Regions from separate parts of the Mus musculus genome. Here region 2 is linked to region 1. The links are chromatin contacts, called in public HiChIP or PLAC-seq maps. All regions are on one chromosome and are shown on one strand. Each heading gives the region's core, a stretch centred on a gene start, on an enhancer-like site or on the middle of the called end of the contact. The rest is flanking DNA. Distances are from core to core; before and after follow the strand shown. Region 1 overlaps Hormad2 (HORMA domain containing 2). Region 2 overlaps Nf2 (neurofibromin 2).

Evidence for each region. HiChIP or PLAC-seq counts read pairs in DNA pulled down with a chosen protein or histone mark.
Region 2: a contact with region 1 is called in an H3K27ac HiChIP or PLAC-seq map of T-cell acute lymphoblastic leukemia, with 3 times the contacts expected there. The contact joins two enhancer-like sites. A contact is called at or near these places in 1 of 115 datasets of contacts at active chromatin or transcription factors (T-cell acute lymphoblastic leukemia) and 1 of 9 other capture datasets (adipose tissue).

What each region holds. Positions count from the first base shown.
Region 1 is chr11:4,341,336-4,348,599 of GRCm38.p6, forward strand. It overlaps Hormad2 (HORMA domain containing 2), which reads right to left. Exons shown (of 11, transcript NM_029458.1): 11 at 5,048-5,331. The coding sequence ends at 5,227. Among named protein-coding and RNA genes, the nearest start is that of Gm24803, 21 kb to the left of the region's middle. Within about 2 kb of position 2,761, at least 35 of the 459 cell types and tissues checked have an H3K27ac peak or open chromatin away from gene starts, as enhancers often do. A contact at or near this core is called in T-cell acute lymphoblastic leukemia, where this site is marked.
Region 2 is chr11:4,782,375-4,789,638 of GRCm38.p6, forward strand. It overlaps Nf2 (neurofibromin 2), which reads right to left. Exons shown (of 17, transcript NM_001252250.1): 13 at 5,070-5,175; 14 at 2,062-2,189. Among named protein-coding and RNA genes, the nearest start is that of Cabp7, 39 kb to the left of the region's middle. Within about 2 kb of position 2,472, at least 43 of the 459 cell types and tissues checked have an H3K27ac peak or open chromatin away from gene starts, as enhancers often do. A contact at or near this core is called in T-cell acute lymphoblastic leukemia, where this site is marked.

The DNA.
Region 1 (7,264 bases), core at 1,511-4,010:
CATCTAGTCTTACTGCAACTTGACATGCCAAGGCAGGCTGATATCCATGAGAGGCCTCTCCTTCTCTGAGGAGAAAGGAAGGGGAGATGGGAGGAGGTGAGGAAAGAGGGAGGGGCTGGGAGGAGAGGAAGCGGGGTGGGGGAGCTTCAATCTGGATGTAAAGTAAAGAAATTAATTAATGAAAAATAAGCTGGCTCACAGGAGAATTCAAAGAATTAATAACAGCTAAGGCTGTCATTTGGTTAGGAAAAAAACCCCTAAGTCTGAGTTAATTATGCTACAAAGGATGTCCCTTAAGTTGGGGAAAAAAGTGCTTAGAAGAAGCCAGAGTGTCAGGTAATTCACTGTAACTAACATTTACTGAACAACGATGTTGTACATGCCAGCCAGTCTTCTGCTTTGCCTAGAGTGTGGCGACTCACTTAGCTCTCATAACGGCTGAGAAAGATACTACCCCATCCTCATTTTAGACAGGGAAACAGAAACACAGCGAGGACAGATAATATGCCCCAGTAATTTTGGCTACTAGAGGATGCCCAGTCAGGCTCTGTACTCTAGAACCTCAGTTTTAAACTCCATTGTCTTTGGGAGAAAAGATTATAAAGTATTCCGTTGTTCCCATGTATCTCTGCTGAAATCCTACTATTAATGCAAAGTGTCACGGAACTTTGCAGCTGGAAGGGATTTTAGTACTGAGCTGCTTCTACTCTCAATCAAAGGAACAGCTTTCATTGAAGTGGGTCGAACACTTCTAATGATGAGAGAACGTTCCTGCCAGAAGTAGTCAGAGGCTGGCAACTCTAACTGCTAATAAATGAGGAAAATGCTGCATGCCTGCTGTGCATTAGCCACACTGCTGAAGTGTGGAGGAGAAACCCCGACTCTGTGGAGGCTGGGCCTGCCACTGCTCAGCTTCCTCCAACTGCTCTCTGGAACACACTGTGTCCATGCGTTCCTAACAGCTCTTTAAATGTTTGAAGGTGGAATAAGGCCCTCCTCCGACTGTCTTCTTTTCCGTGTAGTCAGGCTGTTTTCATATCATAGTCCCTAGGTAACACTCATTTTTCTTAGTACCGAGTTTATATTTAAGATACAAATGTGGGGGCAGCTCAGTAAGTATAATCTTATGCTTCCCTTCTATGAACTGTCCTGAAGGAAAGAGTTTCCATTCTAAGGAGAGGGGCAGGGAGATGCTAAGAACAGAGGCAAATGGGAGCAGGCAGGGTCAAAGGTCAACTCCACACTTGGAAAAGATATAGTAGGGGGGAAAAAGGAAGCAGAGATCAAGTCTGAGGACCTGAATTTGAATTTCCCGCACCCATGTCAAAAAGCCCAGTGTGGTGGCCCTCTCTAGTAGTCTGAGACTGGGGGAAGTGGGTCACACAGATTCCTGGAGCATGCAGGCAGCCAGCTTAACTGAACCTGCAAGCTCCAAGTATGTGAGAGGCCCTGTCTCAAAGATGAAGATCATAAGATGGAGATAAGACTGAGGATGCCCAAGTCTGCCATGCTCATGCTTGCACACGCACACATGCATGCACGCACGCACACACACACACACACACACACACAATTTGATGAACATCTCTGGAGCCCTGGCTATATGCTTACTGGGCAGTTTGCTTGATTTTCTTGCTTCATCCTCATAAGAGATAGAAACTGGGTTCACTATTATCTATATTTCATTAGACCAAATAAACTGATGGTCAGAGAGGGAAAATAACTTATTTAGAAATGAATAGTCAGGTTTGAATTCAGTATCTCAGGTATGTGTCTCTCCTCTCTCCCTCTCCCTCTCTTCCCCCACCCCCGATATGTGATGGAGTCGCAGTCCTCCAGCCTCAGACTCCTGAGTGCTGGAATTACAGGTGTGTACCATTAGGCCTGGGAAACCCAAGCTCTGTCTTGACTGCCTTGCTAAATGGTTTGTTCATCCTGCAGCCAGTTGGTAATTTTCCTAATGGAACCAAGCTTTGCCTGCAGGTATTGTATGAGCAGATTTGCTCTTTAGCTCCTCCGAAAGTCTCACTACTTCTGGATAGGAATTTAACTTTCCCATTACATAACCAAATAAATAAATAAATAAATAAGTTTTGGACAAACAACAAAAAAAACAGTGTCCCCAGTGACACCCCTGTTTTCTCGGTGTCACTATAAAATTGCATATTATGTCTCAGCAAGGACCTCAATACCCAAATCACAGTTAAAACATTATCACAGAAACAGACTAATACTCTCCAAAGACTATAACTTAGGTATTCTCTCATATATGTAGAGTCTAGACTATTACTTGGGGCTTCCTTTAAATGGCATTCATTACACCTGAGCACTGTTTTTACTGTAGGGATCTGTGGAAGCTGGTGATGGTGGCAGTGGTGGCATGTGCATGCCTTTTATCCCAGCACTCAGGAGGCAGATGGATCTCTCTGAGTTTAAAGGCCAGCCTGGTCTACAGAGTGACTTCCATGGCACAGAGGAAAAACAACAACAACAACAAAATAAAACCAACCAACCAAACAAAAGAACCTGTGGAAGTCACTGAAGATCTCAGACTGCAGGTTTTAAAACCATAAATAACCTGTTACACTCAAATTGAGCTTCAAGTTTACTAGAATTTTAAAAACCACAGAAGTGTGACCTTATCTCAATGCAGTTTTGACACTGAGACCATTTCCAGTCTCTTTCAGGCAGACGTGAGCTGGAGAGTGAAGGAATCTAGACACAGGCGGGGCCTGCAGGAGGGGAGACGGAGGTGTGGTTTTTGGTGCCTGGCTTCAAAGGCTGGGGGCAACCCTGAGCCCAACCTATTTCTTTTTAGTTAGACTAATTTCTGTAAAGAGAGGAAAAACCACTCAGGCAAAGTCAAACTTCCCCATAATTTAACAATGCCCCAGTTTCCAAGCTATCGTCCTCTGATCTTTGTCATTGTGCTGAGGAGGCAGACATAGTCAGGGTGTGTGAAGGGCCAGCCTAGCACACTGCAGGTATCCAGCCTCGGGGCTAAGTTTCCTTGTATCTTCTCTCCCTTCACCATCTCTTTCTTCCCCCTCTTTTCTTCTCCTCCTCTTTCTCCCCTCTCTGAGTTTTTGATGCCATTGTTTTTATTCATTTTTTTGGCAGCTAGGAAGAAATGGAAGACTAAAGGATTTGCGCGGATGAGCTAGCAATGCTGTGTAAAAGCAGCTATGTCATACGTTTGTATTTCTCAGGTCTTGACAGCAGATCTCTTCCCCTGCATGCCTATCAAGGGTATGTGTCCAGTCTTCTCTTCTACCTCACACACTCACCACATCAGAAACACACTGTGCCCAATGGCAGTGATAAAGCTGTTTAGTTGAGAAAGGGGGTATGAAGATAGAGTCAGATCACCACAGACAGTTTCTAGATAGATTTAGGCTCTAAACTCTAAGGATCACTGTCAATTTTAGGCTAAGTTTCTGATAAATGTAAATATAGATTGAGAGCTAAATTCCCCCTTTAAACAAAATGGTTCTTTCTGAAATCCAGACTATTTCCTCTGTAAATCAGACACTTGAAGATGTAGTGCCATTCTCTGTTCACAGCTTACAGTGACTCTCACCACCTTATAAGACAGCCCAACACAAAATCCTGACAGCCTGTGGAGCTCAGAGCGCTTCCTTCCTCTGAGCCAAACCGACCTCTTGATGCTTTCCCCAAATTGGTCTCAGATCTGCCCTCTGAAGAGACACAAAACAAGCCTAATCCCTCTACTAGACATCCAACCCCTTTATGTGACTCAGGCTACACTTCCATCAAGGATCTAATAAGACCAATTACCTTTCCCCTCCTGCTCCTTTCAGTGGTAGACCAGGCTTATATGGATCCACTTTAATATGCAGGCAGGGAAAACCCAATCCCCTCTTCTCCCACAGTCCTACTTAGTGCTTCAGTCAGTACTCAGTCCTGGGTCCTCAGAAACAGAGGAGAGCCCAGCAAAGAGCAGCGCAGCGCTAGGCAGGCAGGCTACCCTGACTTTCCTGTTATGTAACACACACTCCTCCTGCAGACTAAGGGACACCTGGCCCAGAGATCCTCTTTTGTTAAAGCCACAGAATCTCAACCTGTGAGTCAGAATCATGAGACTTTCCCCCAGGACAGTTTGATCAGTTCCAGTTAAGACAGAATGTGTGATGGGCACTCCAGGTGCTGACAGCCTCATTACCCTTAGGAACATTCATTTAAGTGAAAAAATTACAAAGTGCAAAGTTTGATGAGTAAAAAGTATCTTGCAGGCCCAGTGGGATAAGGGGGCTTGCTGCCAAGCCAGAGGACTTAAGTCCAATCCTCAGAACCCACATGATGAAAGGGGGAGAACCAACAAGTTGTCCTCTGATTATCACACATGCATCTGAAATACACACGCACACAGTGCACAACATATTTAGTATCTAACTTATTTATCACATCCATTTAAGTTCAATTATTAAACCCCATGTTACATAAATTATCAAACAATTCTGTAAGTCATTTATTATTCATATCACATTAGTACAAAAGCCTATCAAAATTCTTCCAGAATATGGAGGGGACAAATAGCATCACCTGCAAGTTACAGACAGATAAACTCAAGTATTTTGGAGAAAATACACAACATAGGTCTTACAGGGGAACCAGGCTCCTGAACTGCATGTCAGCTGTTTGGGATTGGCCAACAGCACAGGGCCTGGGGCAGGGCCTGGGGCAGAGCTGAGGAACTGCACAGGGAGGGAGGGCATCTGGATTCACATGCTGCTGATCAACTTTGTGACTGAAATCAACATATAAATCATGCCTGGCTAAGCACCTCCACACATATCCTATGCTGCGCTGTGTGAGTTTTAGTAAAGCTATAGAAGGATTCCAACTCACAGGTTCTAACAAGTCAGAGTATTTCACAGAGATACCTGGAGAATTTAATTATGTAAAGAAAAACCCTTTACTTGAAGAACAGCAGCTTATTTCTTTCCAAACTAACTGCTGTGGTTTTTTGCAAACACAGAGCGTGTCTCCTCTCTAACTCGGCCGCGAGGTCATCCCATCCCAAGGCAGCTCTGCGATCCAGGTTCCTTCTGGAGAAGTGAACCTAGGGCCTGCTCAATAGCTTAGCCTTTCACAGACTGAGGAGAGAGTGGAGCAAAGCCGTAGGAAGAAAGAAGGCTTGGTCATTATCCTGTTACAGCACTTCATAGATTTTTGCAAAACAGGTGTAGCAAAGGCACCTAAGTTTCATTTTCTGTTAGGAATGAAGACTGTCACTGGTTCGCTGACCTTCTTCTTCTTTCTGGAACTTTCAAAACTTGGCTCAATGTGCACAAAATTCATTCTTTGGACCTGTGAGAGTCAGAGAGAGGTACATTAAAGCGGAGATGTGACACCTCACAAGACATCTATAAAACAGGAAGACCAATCACGCATAACCGATCCAAACCTGCTTTCCTGTGGGCTTGCTTGGCCCAGATCATAACCCTGCTGCCAGTATCAGAATCTGGCATTCCAAGTTTCAGGAGCTCCAGTCCCCTGGAGGCAGCCAGTTTCTGGGACAGTTTCTTGGCTCTCTCTATTGAATTCAGCACATCCAACTCTGGAGGGGAGGGTTGTTGATCAAGGTGTGGGGCCAACAAGGAGCAAGCACGGGTCAGGAGAGATCTAGGGCACTGATTATTTTAGAGGCAGACATAATGTAAGTCCCTCTTCCAGCCAGCAGAGACACACAGCCTTGTCTTTTCTGCAACTGTTTAGACCAACAACTTAAAAAGACAATGACTCCTTTGCTGAAGAAAAGTATATATTATTGATTACAGGGAAGTTGATCGGTGAATTATCACTAATTATCATTCCCATTAGTTAAAGATCTTGGGACTTATTTTGGCTCAACTGAATGAATAACTGGAAGTATATATATCTGTCAGGCAACCTCTGATGCTTGGAGTTCCAAGAAAAGCATAAAAGACATTTGTATATTATTCGGCCACTAGAAAGGAGGAATTTGCCGGGCAGTGATTTTATAAGAGGGCTGAATCTCTCATCTCAGAAACCACAAACTCCCTTTAACCTTAACTAAAACACTGACTAATAAAATAGTGAAAGTAAGCCGGGCGTGGTGGCACACGCCTTTAATCCCAGCACTCGGGAGGCAGAGGCAGGCGGATTTCTGAGTTCGAGGCCAGCCTGGTCTACAAAGTGAGTTCCAGGACAGCCAGGGCCACACAGAGAAATCCTGTCTCGAAAAATAAACAAACAAACAAAAAAAGTGAAAGTTTGCTTATCAAATAACTCATGTGTTTATATGTGCAGAAGTGTGAAATGGCTTGCTCTAAAGAAAAATGAATAGCAACATGAAAACACAAAGCACAAGCCAGCTTTTTCACCTATGAGATGAGTGTGTGTAGTTTGGCTGTAAGAAAAGCATTTGATAAAGCTCATCCTGTCTGGGACGCTGGGACGCTGGGACGCTGGGACGCTGGGACGCTGGGGCTCTGACTCTTCCATCACTCCTGGGAGCTCATGGGAAGAGAGGAACAACGGCTGAACAGCTTTAAACGACCACTTCTCCTGGTGCTTTAACTAAGCTTACTCGTATTTTCTTCTATTTCCAAATAAATGAGTTTTATTTTAAACTGTAGGACTACAATTTTATTTCATGGAGCTAATCAAAATACCTTCAATAATTTATAGTTTTATGGCAACCAGTGAAGCCTGCGGATTCTCAATGGTTTATAGGAAACTGGCATGCTCAAAGGCAAGCATGTTATCAGTCAGGGGCCACTTCCACATAGATAAATGATCTATATGAATTGTATAAGCTAACACATCCACACAATATCCACACAAGGTATATCCGACTGGTTACATTTGTACCTTTGATGCCAAATGCCAACTGGTCAAGCAATTAGGCAGGCTAGATATATCACCTGTAAACACATCAGATAGGAATCAAATGATTCCAAATGCATTTATATTTAATAAAATGTTTGTTTTTATTTGTGTTTGCCTGGATATATGTGTGCACACCACATGTGCACCTGGTTTCCGAGGAGACTGAGGATCTCCTCAGATATACATGAGATATTGCATCAAGAAATCACATATAAGGGTCCTCCAGAGAGACGTCTCCATGGATAAAAGCACTCGCAGAGAACAGCGTTTGGTTCCCAGCACCCATACTATGACTTACAACTGTCAGTGACTCCAGTCCCAGGGTATTTTGGGTGCACATCACTACAGCAGTTGATGTAATACACCTGCACTATGTCCCCAGCCTTGC
Region 2 (7,264 bases), core at 1,222-3,721, 440 kb after region 1:
GTCACGGGTGGGCACACAGAGGCAGGAGAGGTGAGCCGTAACGCGAAAGCTACCCAAAGTGGCAGCCAGGAGCTCAAGTCTGGGTTTCACACCTCAACTTGGCCACTCAGAAGCCCAGGGAGCTTGGGCTATCCACTAACCGCTATGAATCTCTTTCCCCATCAGTTCAATTGGGATGATAATTACAGGGCCTCTGGTCAGGAAGAAATAAAGTGTAGGAAAAAAAAAGCCCTGTATAAACTCTCAGAGTGCTCTACAAATAACCCTGCCACAGACAGCTTTTGGTCTGTATGAAAAGTCAGAGCATACAAGCCTCCTGAGCCCCAGACACGCTCTGCTTCTAACCTTCGTCAAGCAGTGAAGCAGGTCGTCCCTGCCAGTAACCACATCTACTCTCCTACTTATTCCGAACCCTTCAGAAAAAGATGGCAGACACTCACTCAGCCACCATCGGGAAGAAATAGATCTCCACTTTCACCTGAAGAGGTTCAAGAGTTTAACTAGAGGAGCATGAACAGAAAACTATGTAACACTAATATATAAACATTTAGAAGGAATTCCTGCAGCCACTGACGGGCTCTGCCAGCCTGCACAGAAAAGGGCCATGGGCTGAGTGTCTGTGTCCCCTCCACTCGCATGCTGCAGGCCTGAGCTCACAATAGAAGACTCCACAGGCACACACAAGCACACCGTGAGAAGCTGCCATCTGCAAACCAGGAGGGACATTCTCACAATGCCTCCTTCATCTTGGATTTCCAAGTTTCCTCAACTATGAGAGGTAAATTCCTCTTGTTTATAAGCTTTCCAGCCCCTGGTATTTTGTTATAATAGCCAAACACACTGAAACAGTAAGAAAATACAAACTATAAAAAACCAAGACCCAGAACAGGATGTGGTCTTATGCTGATCACAACCACATAAACATGCACATCTGGCCAATGAGGAGCTCAGACGGACAGTCGGAGCAATAGCTCAGGATCGTCAGCTTCTTAGCTGTTGTCAGTATGAGGGGTCAAAGGAGGTTAGCCTGGCTCAGTGGTTCAGGCTGGTCTCCAGAGTAAGGGGTTTCAATCCTGGTCCTGCTTCTCATCAGCTATGTGGTGCTGGATGAACTCATCAAACTAAGTCTATTTTCCTTTATATAACTGCAACACTAAAATGTTTTTTGGAGTCTGGGCCTCATAGCAGTCCCGGCCAGATGTGAATCTGCTACGTAGCTGAAGATAATCTTGAAATTCTGATCCTCCTACCTGTATTTCTTGAGTACTAAGATTACCGGTGTATACAACCATGCCTGACTTACACTATGTTAGAGGTGGATGTTAGACAAGCACTCTATGAACTAAGCTATATTCCCAGTCCCTAAAACCTGCTTTTGATTCCAGTGGGATGTTTGTTAATTCGTGTGAATGAGACAAACACCAAAAAGCTACATGGAGACACAGGTGTCAATCCATGGCATCACTGTGATCTCTGCCAGCTGTAGCACTATTCTTCACTCCTGGCTCAAGAAATGAGAATGATCTTACTTAAGATTTCGTCCACAACGGGACTCCTCCTGTCCATCTCTGCTCCACTTCTGCTGCCCACAAAGGGAAGGGAGAGCATGTGACGGAAGTGCCTGTGATCTGGCTGGGCTCGGGGTCACCAGCATAGGGTTACTCGTCTCCCCTGGCCTCCTCCGGCTTTGCTCAGCCTAGGAATTTTTTTTTCTTTTACCTTCATTCTAGAACCACTGCTAAAGAAAACTGTATTTTACTATGCGAACAACAGTCTTAACTTGGGACTCAATACAAGCCAGTCCTATTTTTCAGACAAGGTATAAAACATAAATTTCAGGATACCATCTTAATCAAGTGTTAGTTTTATCCTGGGACCCTGACTGTTGTCTTGATCTGTTGTCTTTAATTTTTAATAATTAGAAACTTTGTTCTCCAGTGGGTGACAACAAAGCAAACCTTTGCAGGGGTAATGACTGGCTGCTGTTGTGACCTGTGACTCTAGGCCAGATCCACTCACTCATGCTCACGACTGACCCAGCAGGCCACAGAGGGTACATACTTTTCTTTCTCTATCTCCATGGAAAGTCGCTTCATGTCCGTATCCTTGAAGTCAAATGACAAGCTGTCAGCAATAATGTCGAAGCTCGGTATGTCAGGAGGCAGTGGTGGTGGAATTGGGTTCATGGGCTGTCAGTGAGAAAGCTCCTGTTAAGATGCTTAAATTACACAGGACAGAGACCTCTACAGTCAATACTGCCAGGTAAGTGGTCCCAAAGCAACCACAATCAGACAAGTCACCCTTCTCTCCTCAAACCTCATCATTTCTACGGTTCCTTGAATCAAACGCAAACTTTCACTCAGCTTCTCATTTAGGAAGCTCATTTAGGCACTGGGCTAGGAGTTGAGACACAGGAAGGAAGACAGGCTTCCTGGCTCTAAGCAGATCAAAGTCTTGTTCAGGAAGCAGATGTATTTGCAAATCCTCATAGTTAAGTAAGATGAACATGAGCCAGAGGAGGGACAGGGCGTATGAGGTTAGAGGGATCTGCCAGGGTACAGCTTCCTTGGGGATCAGTGAATGAGCCAAAGGAGAAAGGTGCCAGGCAAGAGGCATGCTGGTAGGCAGGGCAGACAGGATCCATCCAAAGCACTGGGCATCTCAAGTACCCTGTGGGGTGACTGGTAAGAGACTGGCTTCGGGTCACAAAGGCTTTGCTCGTATGGAAGGGGCTTAGATTCCAAAGACAGAGCCAGAAGAGTGCTTGAAAGGGGAAACCAGCTGACTTGTTTTCAGGATCTTTTCACTCCAGAACAGAAGGTCACCTAACCTACAGTCCCTACCTACCTCTCTAGTGTCCCTCATTATTTGTCCTGCTAAATCATAAACAGTACTACGTATTATCCCACACTTAGCATGTGTCCTTTCTTTCCCTCCCTGCCACTCCTTCTCTCTCTTCCTCCTTCCCTGTCATTTTCTGTGACATTAGGGATGTGCCACATGGCCAGAGCTGGTCTCAAACTGGTGAGCCTTCTGTGGTAGCTTTCTGAGTGCTAGCACTGCAGGTATGGGTCATAGCAGCCCAGCAAGGTCTCCATTCCCCTTTCAAAGTTCTCAATTCTTCCAGTCTCTCAGCAAAGCCCTTCGAGCCCTCTCACCTTCTACCCTGACAAAACAGCTGCTCATTCCCTTTGCAGTTCTCTGTCATGATGTGCATACTGCTGCCCCGCCCTTTCCTCAGCTCCACACTGCAGAGATTCCTCATGGGTATGTCTTTTTTCCTCCTAGGATCTTTTACTGAGTCTGGGACAATGTTTGGAAAGGAACAGAACCTCTCAGCCTTTATTTATGGCAGTGAGGTCTAAGGTAGGATGTATGGAGTCTGTCAAGTGTGCCCCTGAGCAGGATATCTAGGTCCTACATACACTGTTTTCAGGGCTGAATTCTGGGTAAATGAGAGAGTCTGCTCTGTTGACACTTCATCAAGCTGGACAGTTATAATCTAGGCAGGTCTATTTACCTTATACTTCAGAAATATTCTCAGAGCTGGGCAGTGGTGGCACACACCTTTAATCCCAGCACTTGGGAGGCAGAGGCAGGCGGATTTCTGAGTTCGAGGCTAGCCTGGTCTACAGAGTGAGTTCCAGGACAGCCAGGGCTACACAGAGAAACCTTGTTTCAAAAACCAAAAAAAAAAAACAAAAAAAAAAACCAAAAAGCGCAGAAAAATTCTCAGAAAGGAAGAACACTAGCCGTTACCCTTTTAGTGAGAGCAGAAACTGACACACCCTCTTTGGCAGGTGGCACAACTGAGTATCTGACCTTACAGGTCTAGGAAAACTGTCACGTCTGTGTGCAAAAATTTGTTGTTCAGTGCAGTTGTGTTCAAAACTGCTATAGGAAATACACTAAGTCCTCACCTATAGGGCCTGGCTGGCTGAGTCACAACCCACCCATTGACATGATATGATTAAGGAACTAGAGTGTGCTCCTCTGGAGAGACAGTGCTAAGGGAAAGTGCAAAAAGAAGAGCACTTTGAAAGTCTGCTCTAATGGCTGTTTGTTTTAGACACAGGTAATTCAGGTATATAGTCCAGGTGAGTGCTCAGACTGCCACAGTCCCAGCTGTCACCTGACTGTGACCATCTGATCTTGAGAGAAGACATGTGCCTTTAATACACTATGCCCAAGAGACAAATAATGGTGTTTGGGGTTATCTGTTGCCCAGGAATAAATAACAAGGACACATGGCAATAGCAAACCACTCACATTCCCCCAATTCAAACCCTGGGCTCTTATGCCTCTGTGTCCTGAATGCACCTGTGCCACATGTGAGTGTTCCAAGTGTACAAGTGTACAGTGTGCTCGTCATGTACACAACTACTCAGGGTGTGTGCAGCCTATGTGTGAATGGGTTATGTGTCTGTGCTGTGAATACACTCTGTCTTTGCCCAGAGTGTTCTAGCCTCTCTTCCCTGCCCGGCAGGGAACGCTGCTCTTCTGCAGAAGTCAGTCATGCCAAGCCTTTCCTGCCTCCAAGGCTGGGCTGTGATCTGGGCATATCTGTCAGGATTTCCAATTGGTGATATTATATGGCTAGAGAACAAGTTTGCAGCATGGGAAGGAAGGGGAACAATGTCTACTTATGATCCCACTTAGTACAAGTCAGCCCCCTGTCCCAAAACCGAGGTTGACAGCTGGTTCTGGCATAGCAGTAATTCACTCTGAGTTGTACAGGCAGTCCCTTCAAAGAGCTACACTGTAGCATATAATATATACCGACAATTGAAGATTATGTTTAGCTGACAGCAGGGAGCTAGACAGCAAATTCCCCTGAGGGTAGTGACTATAGCATAGTCGTAAACACTCTAGAGCTGGAAAGGGTTATCTAAGTAACAAGAGAGGTAACTGAGTAGTCATCCTAAAGCTAAATGGAGGATCCTATCTGGGCCCTGAATTTGCTTTTCACTCCAAAGGCACTGTGAGGTAAACTAAAGGATTTGGAGGCTTTTCCCAGAAAGTTGCCAGACCAAAGCAGCCAAAAGCTGCCAGACTGAGGCCAGGCTCACTGGATAGGTGGGCTTGGTGGCGATTTCTAAGAGCTTCTGCTTGGCTCTTCGCTCTGCTTCTCTGGCTTCTTGCAAGTCTTGCTTTAACTGATCAGCCTCCTTGGCCCTGCAAAGAATGAAAAAGATGTCAGCTCCACAGAAGGGGACAGGGAGAGGAGTAGACACTTACCTGCAGAGCAAGGACCTAGATTAACCCTGTACATGGCACTGAAAAAGGCAAGCAAGGACACTGTGACAGGGACATTTACAGGAAGCCAGAACTTCTAAAGAACGTACAGTATTTCTGAGACTACTCAATGGAAAAGCTAGATTGGAATATGGGATTGCTGGTGGGAAACAACCAAAGTGGCACTTCTGCACGTCAGCACCATTCAATAGTTTGTGCCTGTGGTGCCAGCTGCCTCAAAGGCTGAGGCAGGGGAATCACTTAAGCCAAGGAGTCAGAGGTCAGCCTGGGCAGCACAGGCAGATGCAATCTCAAAATAACAAAAGTAACAAGTGCGGTATCCAATGCCTTGGATCCCAGCACTAGAAGGCAGAGGCAGAAAGATCTCTGAGTTTGAGGCCAGCCTGGTCTGCATACTGAGTTCCAGGACAGCCAGGGCTACATAGTAACACCCTGTCTCAAAACAAACAACAACAACAACAATAAAACAAGTGGAGAGGAGGAAGAGTGGGCAGGACCCAGAGGTCGGCTTGACTAAGGGCATCCTGAGTCTTACACAGGGCCACACAGGGCAGATCATAAACAAAATGCCTCTCCATGCCCCAGTCAAACACTTGTAGGCCAAGTACCCCTTTCATTGGGCAAGTAGAAGTACTATCACTGAAGGTATCTGTGTCTTGGTGCAGAACCCTGCTCTGTGGGTTAGGAGTGCAAAGCTTGTCCACAAATCTAGTCCTAGAAATGTGACCCATGCACAGAAAGGAGCTGGAGAGGGCAGGCATCAAGGAACCATATTCTCAGAATGACATGCAAAAAGTGAGAAAGACTGTAGTGAAGGCATCTTAGTGGTTAAGAGCCAAATTCAAGTGCTCTAAATCAACAGAGCCAGATGATTGGGGAATATGCCAGTGTTTTATTGGAAGCCTGCAGTACTAGAACAATTCAGAGCCTAGAAGAGTCTAAAGAGTACAGCCAAGTTTCATCCTTCAACCTGGCTACAAGCTAGGGCAACTTGGTCAGAAATACAGGTGCCCTGCTCCCCTAACTACCTGAAAAACTGCAGGGAAATGGGTACTTAGCTTGCCTTTGAAGTAAATAGTACCAAGCTGTGTGTGTGTGTGTGTGTGTGTGTGTGTGTGTGTGTGTGTGTGTGTGTGTGTGACAGAGAGACAGAGACAGAGAGAGAGAGACATGCATTTATGTGAGCCAGTGCAGAGTCAGTGTGGGGTGTAATCCTCTACTGGCCTCCACCTTAGTGGAGGTCTCTCACTAAATGTGTGCTCATTAATTAATTCAACCAGACTTGCTGGCTAGTGAGGTCCACAGATCCCCCCACCTTTGCTTTCCCTCCCAACACTTGTACTGAGGCTACAGATACATGCATGCCACCATGCTTAGGTTTTACATGGATACTGGGGATACAGAGCCAGGTTTTTATACTTGTGCAATAGGTACTTTGCTGATTAGGCCCTCACGTCCCCCTTAAAAAATTATTTTATTATGTATATAGGTGCTCTGCCTGCATGTATGTTTGTGTACCATGTGCATACCTGATGCCCATGGAGGTCAGAGAGGAGGTTACATCCCCTGGAACTGGAATTACAAATGGTTGCAAGTCACCATGTGAATGCTGGGATTCCAACTCATGTTCTTTGAAGAGTAGCCAGTGTTCTTAACCTCTGAGCCATCTATCTCTCCAGGCCCCAACTCACCATCACATACTTTTTTTTTAAATGCAAAAGACCCTCTTTTCCTCTCTGGCTAAAAGCAGTCAATGAATAGGCTTAAATGTTTTTCATGCAAACTTCACTATTAGAAGGATAGGGGTATGTTGTAGAGGTATGACAGAAAGATTCCCTGGGAAAGACAAAGAAAACTATATTCTATGTCCCCGCCCCCAGTAGCTCCAATCCCACCAGCCTGTCAAGGAAGAGGTTTTACAGTCTGTTCCCACAATAGAGAAGGATGAAGATGCTACCACCAGCTCTGGTAGGGTTGAAACCAGGCATATAACCCTTTCCCAGGTCCC